2 separate regions of the Mus musculus genome follow, and region 2 is linked to region 1. The links are chromatin contacts, called in public Hi-C maps. All regions are on one chromosome and are shown on one strand. The core of a region is the stretch at or near the end of the contact, and the rest is flanking DNA. Distances in the headings are between cores, read along the strand shown. Region 1 has its middle 33 kb from the start of Gm40217. Region 2 has its middle 130 kb from the start of Gm40217.

What was found. Hi-C and Micro-C count contacts between places; a contact is called where the count stands out from the background.
Region 2: a contact with region 1 is called in a Hi-C map of uterus, with 2.7 times the contacts expected there. The contact joins two enhancer-like sites. A contact is called at or near these places in 6 of 484 Hi-C or Micro-C datasets (the HL-1 cell line, liver, nephron progenitors and 1 more) and 1 of 115 datasets of contacts at active chromatin or transcription factors (embryonic stem cells).

Annotation. Positions count from the first base shown.
Region 1 is chr4:105,350,936-105,354,000 of GRCm38.p6, reverse strand. No RefSeq gene overlaps it. Among named protein-coding and RNA genes, the nearest start is that of Gm40217, 33 kb to the right of the region's middle. Within about 2 kb of position 1,555, at least 18 of the 459 cell types and tissues checked have an H3K27ac peak or open chromatin away from gene starts, as enhancers often do. A contact at or near this core is called in uterus, where this site is marked.
Region 2 is chr4:105,450,717-105,454,120 of GRCm38.p6, reverse strand. No RefSeq gene overlaps it. Among named protein-coding and RNA genes, the nearest start is that of Gm40217, 130 kb to the right of the region's middle. Within about 2 kb of position 2,005, at least 24 of the 459 cell types and tissues checked have an H3K27ac peak or open chromatin away from gene starts, as enhancers often do. A contact at or near this core is called in uterus, where this site is marked.

The DNA of each region.
Region 1 (3,065 bases), core at 306-2,805:
AGCTTTGTAAACTTCAAAGCCATATGTATATATATATATATATATATATATATATATATATCCACTTTGGTTTTTCCTAGTGTTTCATTCTACTCTTACATATGTCTTATCACCTTAACCAGAGCCCCCAGAGGACAGAGAACGTGGCTTCCTTATGTTTATTTATCCAGGGTAAGTGTTAATAGGAAGCAGCCTGGGATTATGGGGAAAATTATGGCTTTGAAAATAGAAATGTGGTTAATGCTGTCTGTCCCTCTGAGGAGCTGTTGAGGCTTGCTCGGCTGCTGCATCTTCCCAAAGCCTTACTTCCTTTGTTCTAAAATGGGAAAGAAACTTAAACAAAACAAAACAGCTCCCAGGGTTGTGTGAGGACCCACCTAATGTACTGCCAGGTCTTGGTAAGGGGCAGAGCGGATCCTAGATCTTCAATGGGCGTTAGCTGAACAGAAATACTAGATACACGTATCGGGGCTTAATTTTTAGAGACTGCTTCATAGCTTGTGTGTCTTGGGCTCTCCTTGGTGCTGCTGTCTATGAACAACCTTTCTCTCTAGCAGCTGAGCCCTTGTGTACACGTGGTGAACCTAAGAGAGATCTGGGAAAGGAGTCCAGCTTGTGGATGATGGCACTGCGGTATAAACATAGACCTGTCTTATTCTTGTCCTTGAATGCATCCCTTATCCAGTAATGCTTGTTGAAGCTTTACTTTGGACCAGGCCACCCTGGGCACTGGGCTTTAGCAGTCAAGGAGATGCAAGGAGCTCTTACTTCCAAAGGTCTTGCATCCCACAAACTGACCAAAACAGGAAGCAAGTAGACAAGTAAATTGTGGTTACATTTCACAACTCATGTCTGGCTCCGGCAGCATAAGCCTTGTGCCATAAGGCTAAGAACTGGGGGGTGGGAGCTTGCAGCCAGGAGATTGAGGCATCGTTTCCAAAATATGATAGTGAAGCCAAAATAAAAGACATGGGAGTGAGCAAGCTGACACTTGAGGAGTCGGAGCACTTCAAACAGGGTGACTAGACACAGATCCAATTCCAATTAAAAGCAGGAACTAACTGAAGCCACCGTTTTTCCCACTGCTTTTTAGTCTAACCCATGGCAAGGAAGAAAAACACCATGAGTCCCAAACAACTGGGAAAGCCATCTTTGTCCTCGTCCCCCAGATCATCCTGCCTAAACAATAGCTAACTGGAAATTTTCCAGTACGGGCTACCCTCAGCTAACTGGACAGTCTTCAGTATGAGCTACCCTCCTACCAATGTCCCTCCACGCCCCTGTTCCAGCTCTCCTACCCCAACCTGTAGACTGGGTCACAGAGGCTTAGCCTTGTTACTCAAGTAAAAGCTTTTCACCCCAGCCTCCCCCGCGCCATCTATAGGTGGGAACTGGCAGACCAGTCTGTGTGTATTAGCTGAGAACACCAGAGGATTGACTCAAGCCTGGAGGGGCGCCAGGTTTTCATTAAATCCCTTGTAAAGCAGCAGTACACTTCTGCAGGGCCACATCTGCCGAGGGAGCCATCTGGGATCCATATCACCGTGCTCCAACAAAACGCCAGCAGTGTGAAAAACCTCTCCCCCTCTGCTCTGCAGTGAACTGGAAAAGTAACATTGGTAATCACTTCTGCAGGCTCCATAATGACATAATGGGCACTGGCTGAAGCTTTGAACAGAGGCTGGCAGTCGCCACCGACAGGCTGGGTGGATTCATATTGTCTCAGAGAATTTAGGTCATCTCTCATGCTCATCTCTCTACCTAACAAATAACAGATAAAGAATTCCCACTTTGAGACATAGGAAGAAAAAATACTAATAATGGAGGAGTGCCTGCTGCTGCTGTTGCTGCTGCTGACCTTACAATTCAGGTATTGTTACACTTTTCTCACAGACGGAGAACCTGAGGCCAGAAGGACTAAATGGCTGACCCACATAAGCAAGCCACAAACACAGGTAAGAGGCTTGATTAAAAATCAGACCTGTGCCTCATTAACTTGAAAACCTGGGAATATTCATTCTACTGCTCAAAAGAACACAGAGTGGTACATAAACCATGGGTTGAGTAGCTTACTTTCATTTACTTATCTTTTGCCAACTATAATTCGAGAATGCAGTAAGCTGGACAGGATATAAGGGTGTCTTCCATACACAGACTCCTGGATCTCTGTGAAGCTGCTAAGTAGCAGTTAGTGCTCACAGTTGACTGAAGTCCCTACAACCTTCAGCTGATTGAGCTGGAAGGAAGGTTCCCCCCCCCCCGCCCCTGTTTAATCTTCTGTCTTCCTCTCCAAAGCTTAACCTACTCATCTTAAAGACAAATAGAGCCACACAACCTGTTCCTGATACCTGACCCCACATCTCAAAACAGAACCAACAGCCAGCATCCATTTCTGGGAGAGCATCTCCCAACATTGTTCCCATCACCACCACCATGTTGTCCTTTAGTGCAGAATGTGAGCAGTCCCATATAGTCGAAGAGTTAAATATTTTTGTTTTGAACCTGCAGGATGTTCTATAGCATTACATAGGACAAAGAAATGGAGCCTTCCTAAAGAGAGGCGCTTAGAGAAAACAATGGCTCCTACTAATACACACAACACAAATTCCCAGGCAGAAAGTAGCAGAAAAGAAAATAATAGAAAAACTAACAAACAAACAAACCTGCCTGGCCGTGGTGGCACATTCCTGGACAGCCTGAGAAGACAGACTCGGGGAGAGGGCAAGACATGGGGAGGAGGGGAGGAGAGGGGAGGGGAGGGGAGGGGAGGGGGGGGGGGAGGGGAGGGGAGGGGAGGGGAGGGGAGAAGAGAAGAGAAGAGAAGAGAAGAGAAGAGAAGAGAAGAGAAGAGAAGAGAAGAGAAGAGAAGAGAAGAGAAGCAATGAGAAGAGGCGAGAAGAAACGAAAAGAAAAGAAAAGAAAAGAAAAGAAAAGAAAAGAAAAGAAAAGAAAAGAAAAGAAAGCCAGCCTGAATTTGGAGGCCAGACAGGCTAAGGTTTTAATCTTGGCCTTGATGCCTAACCATTGTGTAAGAGTCAAGACATCTTACCTGTCTGAGCATCCCT
Region 2 (3,404 bases), core at 756-3,255, 100 kb before region 1:
TTGCTTTCCTGGCAGCCACAATATAAAGGAGCACCAGTCCATGTTTTTTTCTTTTTTTTTTCTTTTTTTTTTTTTTTTTTTTTTTTTTTTTTTTTTTTGGTTTTTCGAGACAGGGTTTCTCTGTATAGCCCTGGCTGTCCTGGAACTCACTTTGTAGACCAGGCTGGCCTCGAACTCAGGGTTTATGCTATGGACTCCATCCCTCACAGGAGACATCCTGTGAGGTAGTGAACCACGCATAGCAGTGCCTCTACAACCTGAGAGAATGGACTGATTACCTTCCCAAGGTCCCTCAGGAAGACTGTGCCCCTCAGGCAACACCAGGAGGGAAGAGGGTCTGGGATGGGAGGTATGGAAATCTTAATTACTTCCTGGTGCAAGTCTGAAGAGGATGGAGTCTTGGGCATTAGTTGAGGGTTTTAAATATATAGGATGGTAGAAATGTCTGGTAGAAATGTCACTGTAGTAGTAGTAAGTGACCAAAACAAGCAGAAAAAGCAGTTAGCAGCATGGTGTGATTACCCAGGTAGATGACAGAGCCCTGCAGTCAGGCTCCCCTCAGGCAACCAGCTTTGCAGTGACAGTCCACCAAGGTCTCTAATGGGCTTCCCATTGCAAATGAGCTAGTGAAGACAGTGGATGGTCAGGCTGGGCAAAGACTCCAGTTTTCAGTCTACAAGAGCCAGAGTGAAAGCCTCTGAAGACACATGTCCTGCCGGTCAGTCACATGACACTGCCCACCTCACCTATTCCTAAGTGGCAGCTGCTTGGCTGGCGATGGGACATGCCTGTCGCAGTCATTTGCCACTTTTGCATTCTACTTCATTCCCAAATAGCCCACGTAGTTTGATGTTTTTATTCATATTTAAGGCTAAGAAAATTAAAGATCCCTGGATAGCTGGACTTTCTTAATTTTAAGTGACTGATGGGTGAGGGAGGCAGAATCCAAATGGGGTTCCATGTTCTCAATGCATTAGGCTTTACTGGTCCCTCCTTTCACCTTGCTTAAGGACCTCAGAGTCTACGGCGAGAGCAAAGGTTGATGGCTTCTTTGACAAGTAAAGACACTGCCAGTTATTAACAGAAAGGTTGTGATCTTATGCTTTCTGCTACCTGGAAACAAAACCCTGAAGTATAGTTTAGATTGATCAGTAGCTGCTGACATAAAGTTGTTCTTTCTCTGTTGATGATTAAAAACCTCTGAAACCATTGTCCCAGATGGATGCTCCAGGGTGTAGCTTAACCAGCTTTCTATGAATACAAAGAAGGCAGAAAGTAGGGCCAGCTCTGAGGAACATGAAGACTTCATAGACTCTCTTCATAGCCCAGACTCCTTTCAGGGGATGGGCCTTCAGTTGATCTTGAAAAAATAATACCCTGTAGTAAAAAAGAATCTAATGGTTTTTTTAATACCCAAGATAGAAAACTTTACAAGGGCCCAGAGTCAAAGGGCCCAGACCCAGAGCTTTGGCAGCTTGGTCCTTCCCGGATTCTCACTTCCAGAGAAACATCTATCACATGCAGCTCTCAACATGTAATACCTTACATGGAAAAAAAAGAGACTGATTCTGTCCTAGTAGCCCTTAATATGCAATTCCTTACATGGAAGAAGAGACAGATTTGGGGTCACTGGAGCAACAGTGTCTCTAGCTGTCTTTCTCATGAAATAAGTAAAAATAGACATGGGCAAAATGTCTATTTCATACACTCAACACCTGTGTGCTGAGCTACCCAAGGAATGTGCTTCAGAGGTAAGAAGGACAAGGACATCCAAATGAGGGCAGCCTGGGACAGTCGGGTGAACTCAATTTACTGATATCAGGGCAGCCAGGAGATCAGCGTGCTAAGGTGGCAGAAGGGGTTCAAGGCTCAGTTTCGCTGCTTACATCCTCCAGGTTCTTGAGTTTTTACTTAATTCTGCTGACTTCTCATTGGCCTAGTATAAAATGAATTCAGGATTCCTGCTCTGAATCACTGTTGTGGGAGTGAGAAAACTTCTGCAAAGTTTCTGAAACCTAGCACATGCTCAAAAAGTAGTGACTGCTAATGTTTCCCAGATGCCTCGTTGGGCACTGGCCATGCACCCTATTGCCAGAGCTAACTAGCTTCATCTCTCTTTATGCCCCTTCCTTATCCACTACCTAGGGTATTGTGACCTTCCTGATTTATCCATAAGCACCATAATAAACTTATTAGCAATGTAATAGCATCTATAATGGATAACAGTGAGGGGTTACAATGTAGTCAGGCCTATTAAGTGCATTGTATACAATACTGATATAATCTTAATGACTGTCAGAATAAGAACCTCAAGATCTCATATACCGATGCCTAGAACATGGAAGCATTGCCTTATTTGGCAAAAGAGACTTTGCAATGTGACCTGAATTACTGAGCAGGCTCAGTCTAACCTGCATAGGACCCTAACTGTGAGAGGTTACTCTGATGAAAAGCAAGAGATGAGTCAGACGGCAATGTGACAGAGCTTACAGCATAGGAAAGGTGTGACATGTGGCTGACTTGGAAGATGGAAGAAGGGAGTCATGATTCAAGGAATAAAAGTGACTCTGGAAGCTGAGATAACCCTGGCCAATAGTAAAAAAGGAAACAGACACCTCAGCCCTACAAGCACATAGTTCCATTTCAGCAACAACGTGAACAAGCTTGGGAGCAGACTTGTCTGCAGAGGCTCCAAAGAGGAACCCAGAGCTGCCAACAGCTCAATTTCAGCCGTGTGAACCTGAAGCAGAGACACGTTGGGATGCACACATGCGTGTGCCTTGTGCAACATACCTGTGAGATAAAAATGGGTGTTAACTTTAAGGTAGTAAAAGGAGTTATTTAAGTATCGGTAAATACAAGAAATCCTTCATATAGCACTGTAGAATAATCGTCATTATAATTCCCTATTTGCTCATGAGAAACTGAGGCAATGAAAGCTTAAGCTGTCCTCAGGCCCTGTAGCTCATATTGGAGGATAAACTTGATCAGACTGACTCAAAAGAATATTCCCATAAGCAGCCCCTGACTCATAGGATATGAGTAATACTAACATATGACCGTAATGAATGGATAGATGGACAGCAATCCTGGGTATGCAGATGTACAGGATATGGAAGAATGTTGCTGCTTGTGCTACATTAAATGGATCCAATCAGCCATTTCAAGACGGATCTGAGCCACACACCTGAAGTCCTCAACTGAAGAGGCAAACACAGGAGGGTGGCTGTAAGCTTGAGGCCATCCTGGTCTACTTAGAAGCTTCCCAGTCATCCAGCGATATCCTTCTTCAAAAATAAAAGTCTAATAAATGAGGTGGCAAGTCAAGAGCATCATAAGAGGAGTCACGTGACCCATGGTCTCTTCCTGCTTTTGTGGTATGGTTTCTGTAGGACAAGCCTAGC